Linked DNA regions of Oncorhynchus mykiss: region 1 is linked to region 2. A link is a contact called in public Hi-C data. All regions are on one chromosome and are shown on one strand. Each heading gives the region's core, a stretch centred on a gene start, on an enhancer-like site or on the middle of the called end of the contact. The rest is flanking DNA. Distances are from core to core; before and after follow the strand shown. Region 1 holds the start of zgc:153935. Region 2 holds the start of LOC110508460 (endothelin receptor type B).

Region 1 (7,402 bases), core at 3,412-5,911, 160 kb before region 2:
AAATTCCTTTCCAAACCCGAAGTGCTCCAGAACCGACATCATATACTTCCACTCAATCTGATCAAGAGCTATTACCACTGCCTCAACCTTATGATACATTACGTTGAAAAGGAGTCTCAAATTGTGGTATATATATGTCAGCCCGGGATAAAAACCTGTCTGGTCAGGGTGTATGATGTCGGAAACATATTTTTTCAATCGGTTTGCCAATATCTTTGTCAACACTTTATTTCCTATGGAGGGTAACGACATGGGGCGATAAGACGACATCTCCATGGAATCTCTATCATATTTTTTCAAGATCAGTGCTATTGTATCCTCATACAGTGTTTGCGGGAGTTTGGCATTTTCTTTGGATCGTTTAAACATTCGCAACATAAGTGGAGCTAGACTGGCGCAGTACTTCTTATAGAATTCTATTACATATCCATCGGGCCCAGGGGCCTTGCTGTTTGTAAATTGTGCTGTCGCTGTGTTAATTTCCTCTAAAGTTATCCCAGCGTCGAGTTCAGCAGCTGCCCCCCTGTCTAGTTTAGGAAGTTCACATTCCACTTTACTTCTTAATATAAATCCACAAGCATTCTATAATTACACTATTAGTTTGTGTTTCTTACATCTGTAAACAGCTAGTTTCTTTTCTTAGCAAGTTGTGGCTAAGTCGCGTTAGCCGCTAATGCTAATCGCTAGTCAGCTGGCTAGCCAATAAATGTACTGAGTCAGAGCAAATGTAGCTGGCAATACAGCCTGATACCAGTGATGGTGGAGGCCTAAATCAGCATGTTGTTTGTGCAACAGTATCTTCTAAATCAAAGAGGAATAGGCAAAGCATGAATATGTTCGCTACATGAAGAAAACATTTAATGTAGCCAAAGATTATAGGTAGGAAACACTGACCAACACTTTGGTTCCTACCCTGTCACAATAACTCCTCCCTGGCATTTTCATGTCAAACACTGTATTCAAAGTGTCCACTCTTATATTCTAACTATAAAATTATGATAACTATATTTCCATGATTCCATCAGTTCACCCAAGTGTTCTGATCTAAATCGCAAGTCAAATCACAATTGCAACATTTGGTAAAAAAACATTTTTTTAAAGGCCTACATTTTTGGCCAATATCGTGCAGCACTACGTGGCAATATGGAAATGATCTCAAATGAGTGCAGGACATTTATGAAAACTATTTTGGGTGGAAGTTTAATATAACAGTATAACACAATCAGAACAGAGAACCCATTGAAATCAATTAATGTATGTGTTGTCACCCTAGGGTCACACACTACTCAAAGCAAATTCAGAACATTTATTACTCAAACCATTAAATACCGTGACATGATATTGTCACCATATAGCCCAGCCCTACTGTAGTGAATTGTTTGAACAGGTACAATGCCAAGGTTGCCGATTTAATGTCGCCTGCAGTTATGGAATGCTTGCTCACTAGTATAATTCATTGGCTGATCCCTCCTGATGACCCAAAATGGAATCATGTGATCCTTCCTTAACCCATAGGAAGTCCCACCCTGTTGATTACTTAAAAATGGTAAAAGTCCTCAATGGTGCTGCCCATGCTAAAACTGGCATTTGGGCACTAGTCATCCATCTCTTCTGGTTTAGTCCTCACCTCTGCTCTCCTCCTGCTCTCTTCCCCTGCCCTCTGATGAGTTAGTAGGTTAACTGGTTACTCAGGTGTCTCATTCCCTCCCCCTTCTCCCCTTCTCCTCATCTGTGTCTCCATTGATGTGATGGTCTGGAGTTCAGAGGAGAACTGGTCACTCAAGTCTCTGTTGGCCAGGAGGAAATCCCTCAGTCTCAGCAACTCCTCAGTGTCCTACAGAATACAGCAGGCAGTCAGACATTAGTCAGACAGAGTCAATCAGTCAGACAACTAATGGTTAGAATTGTAGTTAGAAGTACCTGTGTGTCTGTGTCAGTAAGCAGCTCCTGCAGCCTCTCTCTCAGCAAGTCTGCTTCCCATTGGCTGATAGACTCAGGCTCCACCCCCTCCGACAAGGAACCGTCCACTCGGTCCACACCAGGAACTAACACCGACAAATCAACAGCCAGCATCTGGACCCAAAAACACACACAGCATTTACACTCCATAGATCAGAGGTGATACAACACACAGATCTGAGAGCTGATATCACACACACACACACACCTCTAGTATCTGTTGTCCGGCTGCTTTCACTTCTGGTAGGTGTGTGAATTGCTGTAGGAGCTGCTGTATGCTGACCTGGTAGCGCCTCATCCACTGGTCACACACTCGCATCTCACAGGAGTGCATCAACTCGTTCCTACACCTGATAACCTAAGACAAGACGCATACACATTCATAACACACAAACACAGGAAACGTGTGTTTATACTGTGTGCGTTACCTCTCTGACACAGTGCTGGTCCACGTAGTTGAAGTGGGAGCAGAAGTTGAGGAGGTTGAGCAGTGCGGACGCATCACACAGCTCCGCCCCCTTAACCCCAGCTTGACCCCGCGGCATGTAGGCCTGAGGGAGACAAAGGAAGAAAGAAGGAGAGAAGAGGTCAATTATCTAATATAACATGAGTGTAAGCGGAGTACAATTTCAATAACAGAACCAATAATTCAGTAATATTTAGTTTGCACACACACACTACCTTGGCCAGTTCCCAGTGGTCCTGGTTCCAGAGTGGGGGTCTGCAATTCCCCCAATTCACCACCCCCCTGGGGTTTGTGTGGTGCCTCAGGATCATGTTCCTCCACTCTGTACACACCACACACACAGAGTACAGCTGTGGAACACATACGAGAAAGAATCATTCAATCAAACGTCATCATGACAGGTCTCTACTGGTGTAGTCTCTCGTGACCACGAATCCAAATCTCGTTTTTGTTCACTCGACCAGCGACGACGAGGCGAAGCGAGAGGGTTTTACGCCCGTCTAAATCTGTCCACGATAAGCAGACTGATAAGACCGGCTGCCTTCCCACCCTTTGGGTCGACGACTTCCATTGTTAGAACAGTCACTTGACTATCTTGTCAATATAGTATCAAATCTGACTCAACACAAGAGCCGGACAATAAGGGTGGGATTGTGTCTTCTTGGAAGTGCTAGAGATGGTCGAAGCAGATTCCAGGAGTGGTGGAGCACGTCGCCTAAACGTGTAGAAGATGGAAAGAAGGAGGAAAGTCAAAATTGGTGTTACTGATGTTTGAAGAACAGTATGCCTATTCATGGGAAGCTGGGATCCAGAAGATACACAGTGAGTTTGTGAATAAACCCTTGCAGTGTCAAAATTGCAAAAGGTATGGTCATGTATCAAGTGTGTGTCAGCAGAAGCAACATATTGGTGATGATCTACGGTGTTGCAATTGTGGTGGGAATCACCTTGCCGAATTCCTGGCGTGCCCCGTTAGGATGAAGGAGTTTGAAGGAGCACGGATCCGGGCTGTACAGCAGGTCACCTACATGGAGGCGCAGGAAATTGTTGAAGGGGTGAATGGTGCTGAGGAAGCTATGGCAGTGGATGCCCGGCAGCCAGTTAAGATTCAGAATGTTGTTCACGAGTTGAAGGATACAGACACATTGATAGTGAAGGGCGATTGTGGCGTTTATTGCACAAGTGATTAATTGTACTTCCCAAACGAAGAAAGTCCAAGAAGCTGGGCATAATTGAATCTGCAAGGTTTGGGGTATTCAGGAATTAACAACTGAAACATTGCATGGAATACTGACTGAAGATGATTCTTCCCCCCCCCCCCAGGCCCCTGAGCCTGTGTAGTGGTGTGAATTGGATTGGACTCTGACTGGAGTGAGATCGTTATTTTTTTTGTTTTTTGAATTATATATTTTTTATTACTCCTTTTCTTCAGTTCATTACCAGTACGGTTGGTGCCAGCATGCATGCACATTAAATTAGTGCGAACACCATTATAGCAGAAAAGAGTACGCGAGAGCCAGGGGCGTATTCCGATTCTTTAACAAAACGTTCTTACGGATGCAAACGGAACGAAACGGAAGGGACCTACCTACCTGAATGTGCTTCATCTTGGCCAGGTCGCAATTGTAAATGAGAACTTGTTCTCAGCTTGCCTACCTGGTTAAATAAAGGTGAAATAAATTAGTGTTTTCCGTTTTGCAACTGTTCGAACTAATAAATACACTCCTAACGTCCAGGCTACTACTGGAGTAAATTGACACATGATCTAGCTAGCCCATAATAATTTCCTTCTTAAAATGATTCAGGTTATTTGGGGAGGAGTTCAACTCAACTGACATTATGCCAGCAGACAACTTTTGACTCTCACCTGATTCCCTTTGGGTTTGCACCCGCTCCGACATGGCCGCCGCAGACCCGGGTTCCTAGTGACTAGATTTCCGTGGAAGGATCTCATCTCAGTATCGGTGAAAGGGTGCAATCCCTCCCGCAGTTTGAGGAGACAGTACCCCGCTTTGAGCCAGTTCTTATACCCGCCATCGTTCAGACGAGCGCTCAACTCTTCGTGTACCATGTACAAATTAAAACAAACACCAACATAAAGCAGAGCTAGATCTTAAAACAAACTGAAGAGTACGCCGACTATATCTCTGGAACGCTACATAAGAAAAGGTCAACAAAGAAACAAAAGTGCGTATCATCCGTGATGTCAAGTTTCCGCTTTTGTCTCGACTCGAACCACGCCCATTCTCTGTCAGTGCAGTATGGGGATTGTAGTAAACTAGCTAGACTTTTCCAACTGCCGTCGGTCTGTCCTGAAACAGCGAAACTGTCTGTATAGCCTGAATATGATTTATTAAAGTGATAACGACAATACAGGTAAAATAATCTAAATGATTCATTATAAAATCTAAAGATGTATCTATAACTATAGGCTTAGGCCATACATTATCAGTACTCTAACTGCCTTGCCTACATAAATCCAACCTGTAGTTTACCTACATAGCAGTACTCACCTATACAAGACTTTAAGTCATAGAATACTAAAAGCTATAAGAAACGTAGGATAGTACAGTTGTCAGGATGGCCGAGCGGTCTAAGGCGCCAGACTCAAGGTGAAAATCCTTCCTGGGTAAAAGGGGTATTCTGGTCTCCGAATGGAGGCGCGGGTTCGAATCCCGCTTCTGACAATGTTTTTCCTTAACAAAATCAGATTGAAAGAGTCTACTCAGTGGATTCCCTCAAGTGGTGGAAAGAAAACACATTATCATTTTACGTTTTACCATTGCCTAGTTATAAATGCGCTCACCTGGGCTATTTTCGAGTGATCCAGACAGAGCAGCGAAATTTCAGGTAGGAGGAAAAGAGTGTTTTCGTGTTTTCGTCCATGAGGTGGCGCCATCATCATACCAAACGCCAGAGGCAGCTCTGCATGGACGAGTTTTACTGCTGGCTGAAAGGAGAAGTTTTACTGGTCACCCTCCTAGAGATTTATTTACAGGGTATCCACATAACCAAGGTGTGGTTGTGTGTGTGTGTGTGTTAGAAATATATACCAAGATGTGCATTATAAGAAACGTGTGGCCTAACCCTGCAACAGTAAAGCGTGCATATTCTGTTTCTGTAGTTAGAGGACAGAAAACAACCCACACACCTAATTTAAGGACCAGTGGTATTCTCTGATACAGTGAATCACTTACTTAGAATTATAGGACCCAACTTCAAACAGATTTATACAACAAAGAGCAATTATGAAAATGAAAATACATTTTGTGTTGTATCAAATAATGTCATCTTTACATGAACATTTAATTAGTCTTTTAGGATGCTCACCGAAAAACAAATATCCCTCTATCTTTGTAATTGGATCTCTACGGATTCGATTAAAGCTAAAGTAGATTAGACACCCTGGAGTGTGTGTATGTGTGTGTGCACGCGCTTGCGTCCGTACTTCCCTGCGAGTGTAAGTGCATAAATGTGGCCTGCTTAGTGAATTGAGAGGGACACAACAATGGTGTGCGTGTGATCCCAGCAGGGGGTTGTTTTAAGCAGAGGGAGATCAAAGAGACATTAGTATTCTGAAATAAATCATACGCCCAGGTCTCACTGTGAGAGTCCCCAACCCCCATATACACACACACAGGCGATCACGCACACAAACAGGCAACTCCGCGCACACATACACACACACACACACACACACACACAAGCACACACAAGGATACACACACACAAGCCTGCATGCTTTTACATACACACGCACACACATCCACATATTCTCTCGCTCCACTCGGCTCAACCCACTGTCTCTCTCTTCAAACGTCTGCCCTCCCTTACCCCGATGGGGCTTCATAACAATCTGCTCACTGGCTCTGTTTCCTTTGTTACCCTCTCAATGTTTCTCACTTTTGCACAAAATACAGTTTCCACCCACTTTCTGCAAATATGCAGTGCAGAAAAACGCTTTGTCAGAGAAAATGGTTGTTCATTTCTCAGAGAGAAAGTCAGAAACGCCAACCACATGGTTTGACATATTTATCCTCAGGGAAGCCGCACCGTCTTTCGCTCTCGTTCTCTCGCTGTCTCTGTTTTTCAGTCTGCTACCTCTGGATGGGATGGTTTAATTTATATGTCATTGTCCTTACCTCGTGGTTTTACTGAAACGTTAGTGTTTCACTTTCTAAGGACGTACTGAGTTTCATGTTGTTAGTTTTATTAAATAGTCATTCTAGGGATGGGTATATTATTCATCGAAGACTGTCACCTGGAGATCGAAAAGAAGGAGAGAAAAAGGGAAAGGGAGATGGAGAGAGACAGAGAGGGAAGAAAGACACTGGAATCAATTTCAAATTAAATCCCATTTGTCACATACAACAAATCAAATCCCATTTGCCCGAATACAACAGGTGCAGACCTTACCGTGAAATGCTTACTTAACCAACAATGCAGTTCAAGAAATAGAGTCAAGAAAATACATGACAATAACGAGGCTATATACAGGGGGTACCGGTACTGAGCCAATGTGAGGGGGTACAGGTTAGTTGAGGTAAAGTTTTGTAAAGTGACTATGCATGGATAATAAACAGTAAGTAGCAGCAGTGTCAAAACAAAGGGGAGAGGGGGCTCAATGTAAATAGTCCGGGTGGATTAATTGTTCAGCTGTCATATGGCTTGGGGGTAGAAAATGTTAAGGATCCTTTTGGTCCCAGACTTGGCGCTCCAGTACCGCTTACCGTGCGGTAGCAGAGAGAACAGTCTACGACTTGGGTGACTGTAGTCTTCCTCTGACACCGCCTAGTATATAAGTCTTGGATGTCATGAAGCTTGGCCCCAGTGATGTACTGGGCCATATGCGCTACCCTCTGTAGCACCTTACGGCCAGATACCGAGCGAGCAAACTGGTCAGGATGCTCTCGATGGTGCAGCTGTAGAACTTTTTGAGAATCTAGGAACCCATGCCAAATCTTTTCAGTCTCCTGA
Region 2 (6,551 bases), core at 946-3,445:
ATAACGATGGTCATCATGGCCAAACAGTTCTATTTTTGTTTCATCAGACCAGAGGACATTTCTCAAAAAAGTACGATCTTTATCCCCATGTGCAGTTGCAAACCGTAGTCTGGCTTTTTTATGGCTGTTTTGGAGCAGTGGCTTCTTCCTTGCTGTAATAGTGATGTCTTCACTATTATTCTACAATGTAGAAAATAGTAAAAATAAAGAAAAACATTTGAATGAGTAGATGTTCTAAAACCTTTGACCGGTAGTATAGGTTGTAATAGACCGATGGCTTTTTTTCGGGTTTGGCTTCCCCGATGTCATGCAAAGAGGCACTGAGTTTGAAGGTAGGCATTGAAATACATCCACAGGTACACCTCCTCACAGGTACACGGGTACACATCAATTAGCCTATCAGAAGCTTCTACAGCCATGACATCACTTTCTGGAATTTTCCAAGCTGTTTAAAGGCACAGTCAACTTAGTGTATGTAAACTTCTGACCCACTGGAATTGTAATACAGTGAATTATAAGTGAAATAATCTGTCTGTAAACCATTGTTGGAAAATTTACTTGTGTCATTCACAAAGTAGATGTCCTAACCGACTTGCCAAAACTATAGGCTCTCTAGAGACAGCAGGAGCGGTAGAGATACTCTGAATGATCGGCTATGAAAAGCCAACTGACATTTTCTCCTGTGATTATTTTTATTATTATTTGACCCTGCTGGTCATCTATGAACATCTTGGCCATGTTCTGTTATAATCTCCACCCGGCACAGCCAGAAGAGGACTGGCCACCCCTCATAGCCTGGGTCCTTTCTAGGTTTCTTCCAAAGTTCTGGCCTTTTCTAGGGAGTTTTTCCTAGCCACCGTGCTTCTACACCTACATTGCTTGCTGTTTGGGGTTTTAGGCTGGGTTTCTGTACATCAGCTGATGTAAGAAGGGCTTTATAAATACATTTGATTGATTGAAGGTCATCCCTACTGCCTCTGATCTGGCAGATTTACTAAACACAAATCAAATGTTATTGGTCACATACACATGGTTAGCATATGTTAATGCGAGTGTAGCAAAATGCTTGTGTTTCAGGACCCTGTCTTTCAAAGATAATTCGTAAAATCCTAATAACTTAACAGATCTTCACTGTAAAGGGTTTAAACACTATTTCCCATGCTTGTTCAATGAACCATAAACAATTAATGAACATGCACCTGTGGAACGGTCGTTAAGACACTAGCGGCTTACAGACGGTAGGCAATTAAGGTGACAGTTTTGAAAACTTAGGACACTAAAAGAGGCCTTTCTATTGACTCTGAAAACACCACAAGAAAGATGCCCCGGGTCCCTGCTCATCTGTGTGAACTTGCCTTAGGCATGCTGCAAGGAGGCATGAGGACTACAGATGTGGCCAGGGCAATAAATTGCAATGTCTGTACTGTGAGACGCCTAAGACAGTGCTACAGGGAGACAGGATGGACAACTGCTCGTCCTCGTAGTGGCAGACCAACACATGCACAGGATCGGTACATCAGAACAGCACACCTGCGGGACAGGTACAATTGGCTGAGAGAGGCTGGAGGGAGGGTTTGTAGACCTGTTGTAAGGCAACAACGTCGCCTATGGGCACAAACCCACCACCGCTGGACCAGACAGGCTGGCAAAGAGTGCTCTTCACTGACAAGTCGCGGTTTTGTCTCACCAGGGGTGATGGTCAGATTCGCGTTTATCGTCGAAGAAATGAGCGTTACACCGAGGCCTGTACTCTGGAGTGGGATCGATTTGGAGGTGCAGGGTCATGGTCTGGGGCGGTATGTCACAACATCATCGGACTGAGCTTGTCGTCAATGCAGGCAATCTCAACGCTGTGCGTTACAGGGAAGACAAGACTGGACTACAAGACTGAACTACAACTTCCGTTTAAGAACAAAACGGAACTCAACAGCATTTTGTGTAAACGGTTTCTGTTGCAAAACGTTTTGCAAGAGACGAACGTTTTTGCAACAGAATATGCATCATGAGACCACCCCAGCTATATGGTAAACTGATTGCCTGGAATGAAATATTCTCAATTTTACAACTTACATGCAAGATTGTTTTACGGATTTTCCTCGTTATCCACAATTTGTTATTTTTACACCCGTAAAAAAACAAATCTTCACTCACGTTTTCCCTCGTCTTTTTAAATCACATTTTCCGCACTTAAAAATCACGTGTTTGGAAGGCCCCCATGTGTCTTTCTACAATTTTGCCTGCAGTTTGAACCATTTGTTTAAACGATTATCTACATACACACCGTTGCAGAATTTAACGTATCATTATATAGGACATATTACAAATAACAATTGTGTAGCTTAAACATTTGTAACGTTGAAGATGATAACATGGTACAGAAAAACAGGCGTTATTAATGTCGTACTATGCACCGTGTGATGCTGTAAACAAGATTTTCACGGACAGATCTGTGAAGAGATCCACTGTTTTTGGGGTAGCTAATGTTTACGAAAGCACAAAATGCAAACGCTCCGGGAGGAACAGGGTAAATTATTAATATATTGCAATTAACTGTATGGGTGACATGTTCCAGTCTGCATTGCTGCTTCAATTTCAAGCTAGCTACCTTACTAGCTAGCTAGCCAACCACCATCTTTTCCAGTATTCTCGCGGAAATGTGCTATAACAAAGATGGTTTATTTAGTTGCATATATGGAGCTTAATTAAATATTTAATCTGAGAATTGGTCAAATATTTGGTTAGGGTCAAGGTTAAGGGTTTGTTAAGGTAAAGGGTCAGTTATAGATTTTGGCAAGTCGTTTTGCACGTCAGAACTGTAGCCCTTCCCCACTTCTTCAGCCTGAAGCTGAAGCTGGGCCCTGGCTTGAGCCTTGGAACGTGTTTAATTAAACCATAACCGATTTAGTAAAATACCCATAACCAGATATAAAAGCATGCATTAGTATAATAACTCAAGAATATGCGTCATTAGAAATGTTGTGCAACTCAGACAGGAATGTTTTTTAGTGTAATGTGTGTAGCCTAGTGTAATGTGTGTAGTTATATACTGTAATTTCCTCCATAGAATTAGGAATTCTAATAATTTAATATGTTCTCTATGGCTTCCTCGTTGATCAAGGCTCAATTTTATTCCAAGAAGGTGTTCCCTCCCACTGTTACTCATTATATATCTGACATGGAGGGAGGGTACTGTTGTTTACACCTGCCTGTATCTAGAAGAGCTGGAAAGGGGCGTGAACAAGTGCAGAAAGGGTTGGGGCATTATATACAGTACTGCCCAAGTTATAGTAGCTAGCTTGCTTTTTCATTCAAGTTATGTTTGAATGCACATCATCTTCTCTTCTAGGTCCCCCTCTTCCTCTGTCGTCTCTGCGTCTTTTTGTTCCGCCACTGCGGCTGGTGTGTGCAGCTCTGTGGCAGGTGATCGAGCGGAGAGACATCATGGACTATGGGCTGCTGGAGGAGTTTGCCACCACCGTGTTGGAAATAGTCCCGGAGCTAATGAGTTACAGAGAGAGGGTCCAACTCCTCCTGGGACTAAGAGCACGGGTGAGTGGGGGTGACAAGAGGGAAAGATGTAGAATTTGCTGCTAGGCACAGATCTAGGATCAGTGTACCGTCAAATCTGAAGCTTTATTGAAGGAAACGCAAGATTTACTTTAGATAAGTATCTAGGGGAAACCTCAACCTACTTCAACATTAAACTCAACGATCTCACACACACACCTGTTGCCATGAATACTCAATTCTCATTTTATTGACAGCTGGTCCTAGAGTTATGTCGCTGTGATGATGAGTTGTGTCGCCCTGACACCGTTCAGCCACACCTGAACAGGATGAGGAGCTGTGTCTCCAATCATAAGGGAGAGGTGAGGACTACTCAGAGAAGGAATCGTGATTCTAATGGCTCAGTTGGTTGGAGTGTGGTCCTTGTAACATGGATCACTTATAATGTGGGTTTTATTCCCACATTCGCCTCAAAATACTAAGTATACAGTATGTAAGGCTGTAAGTATATTTGCTAAATGGCATTATGGATAAACATTGTAAAGGATTAACCTATGTTGCTATATTTATCCACTGTGCATTCTTTCTGCAGGTTTCAGATCCAAATGTGGAAGCATCAGAGGCAAGCTTCACGAAGCTGATTGAAACCCTAATGGAGGAGCCAACGGAGAGGGAACTCTTCTTCCAGGTCAGTGGCTGTGTCCGTGTAAAAGTTAATCTGAGCATGCACAAATAAAGTTAATTTCCAAATGAAACCATGTCATAATTATCCTTGAAGTCAATATGTTGGAGTTCAGGCTTTATTTTATATGTTTCTCAGTAGGAAATTCCATGAATTCTGACCATTACACAGTAGTCTCAAAAAAGGCTTTTCAGACAATCATATTTCATGGCTTTTAGACAGGGCTCACTGAGTTTGTTTTTCCACTCACAGCTGTCTCCTAGTATTAGTTACAAAAGATGAGATGTTAATGAAACAATCCAAACCAAGTTGATTTTGTTTGCATGTTCTACAGTCTTGTAAAGATAGGGGGTGAATGGGCCAGGAAATGTTACATTCATGATGTTTTTTTAGGTTGCACCTTTCGAACGTCTCAGTATAGCTGACGTTCATCAAGGTTTTATATGGTCTATAATTGACAGTGTTGTAGTACTTGAGTCCCGATTTTCAGGACTTGTGACTCGACCATTAGTGACTTGGACTCGCCATCTCGTGACTTATATTTGCACTTGAACTGAATAGGCTACTATGATAAGCAGAATATTAGCAGCACTGGGTGTGCAGAGCAGCGAGGCTTCTGTTCTCTAGCAGTGGGAAGGGTGCGGAACACATCAGCTGGTGAGTTGCACTGAAGCAAGCAATGACTGTGGGGCAGACAGGCAGGCTCCGCTCCGCTCCGATCATATGCTTCACATCAGACAAGCGACTCTTGCTTCCCCATAATCACCAGTCAACTATTTGATTTTTGCCTGTGTGGCTACCCAGTATGCATGGGATCTATTGTTGCCCCATAGTGACGAAGGACTTGTTTTGATAGCTACGTTGCTCTACGTGGCTACATTAGCATCAACTAAGGGTAGCTACCGTGAGAGTTTTGATTTCTGTTAAAGGGTAGGTAGCATAAACGTAACAACATGTAACATATGGATTTGCATTAGTATGCGCATCAAAAGTCCCAATGCAATTTGATACAAATCAGCTTAAGGTTGCTAGCCAAGTAGCCTGCTAACATTTGCCCTACCAACCTGCTAACGTTAGCACTGCGTGAGTCAGCCAGTTGCAATCAACACCTAGCTTACACCTTCATTAAAGTAAACCAAAGTTTGCGAAATGCAGCGGTCTAAGGCACTGCACCTCAGTGCTAGAGGCGTCACTACAGACCCTTGTTCGATTCCGGGCTGTATCACAACCGACCGCGATCGGGGGTCCCATAGGGCGGCACACAATTGGCCCAGCGTCTTCCGGGTTGGGGGAGGGCAGGCGTCATTGTAAAATAAGGATTTGTTCTTAACTGACTTACCTAGTTAAATAAATCAAATCTAACCAATTATCAAATAATGTTATCTTAGCCAGCAAGCCAGCCAGCTGAAGTTTATTTTAGCCTGCTAGCTAGCCTAACCAGGTAACTAGCCTAGCTAGCCAACCACCACGGTCGACATAACTAAGTAATAAGCCAGAGAACAACTAGTCTAGCACAGGCAGGGACCCACAGAACACAACAACAAAAAAGCCAGCAGATAAAAAGTAGAGAGAGCAGACTTATCAATTGACGACTGAGTTAGTTACCAAAGTCAAATAAGAGCCAAGGAGAGGCCTTCAGAGGGAGAATCCGTTTCACCAGTCGAGGGAGAGTTAGCTAATCCAATAGCGATATAGTGATGTAAATCCACATTGAATCTATCTGGTTTATCTCCATCACTGCTGACACTAGCGATGTAGAGAGGTTGCAGGCTTCACATTCACGGGATCATGGGATACCCAATTCACACAGGGTCCATTGTTAACAAGGACATAACGTTAACAGAAGTCCAATCTCTTGTGGTAGCTACTCATAGTTGACACTAACGTAGCTACGTAGAGCTTGACATGCCAGAAGGTATGTGGACAACTGCTCGTTGAATATCTCATTGCAAAATCATGGGCATTAACATGAAGTAGGTCCCCCCTTTTGCTACTATAACAGCTTCCACTCTTCCGGGAAGGCTTTCCACTTGATGTTGGAACATTGCTGCAGGGATTTGCTTCCACTGATGTTGGGCGTTTAGGCCTTGCTCGCAGTCGGTATTCCAATTCATCCCAAAGGTGTTTCTTGGAGTTGAGGTCAGGGCTCTGTGCAGGCGAGTCCAGTTCTTCCACACCGATCTCAACAAAGCATATCTGTTTGGACCTCGTTGTGTGCACGGGGGCATTGTCATGCTGAAACAGGAAAGGGCCTTTCCTAAACTGTTGCCACAAAGTTGGAAGCACAGAATCGTCTAGAATGTCATTGTATGCTGTAACATTAAGATTTCCCTTCACTGGAACTAAGAAGCCTTGCCTGAAC

The links. A called contact is a pair of places that touch in the nucleus more often than the background predicts.
Region 1: a contact with region 2 is called in a Hi-C map of liver, with 5 times the contacts expected there. The contact joins the promoter of zgc:153935 here to the promoter of LOC110508460 in region 2. A contact is called at or near these places in 2 of 3 Hi-C or Micro-C datasets (blood and liver).

What each region holds. Positions count from the first base shown.
Region 1 is chr28:9,337,488-9,344,889 of USDA_OmykA_1.1, reverse strand. zgc:153935 reads right to left here and starts at 4,661. Exons shown (of 6, transcript XM_021588996.2): 1 at 4,293-4,661; 2 at 2,641-2,775; 3 at 2,388-2,510; 4 at 2,168-2,317; 5 at 1,921-2,073; 6 at 833-1,834. The coding sequence starts at 4,496. The coding sequence ends at 1,685. trnal-caa (a tRNA gene) reads left to right here and starts at 5,000; the gene lies at 5,000-5,112.
Region 2 is chr28:9,176,020-9,182,570 of USDA_OmykA_1.1, reverse strand. It overlaps LOC110508460 (endothelin receptor type B), which reads right to left and starts at 2,195. Exons shown (of 10, transcript XM_036966693.1): 1 at 2,071-2,195. LOC110508459 reads left to right here and starts at 2,329. Exons shown (of 12, transcript XM_021588986.2): 1 at 2,329-2,524; 2 at 3,347-3,549; 3 at 3,765-3,869; 4 at 4,100-4,195. The coding sequence starts at 2,500.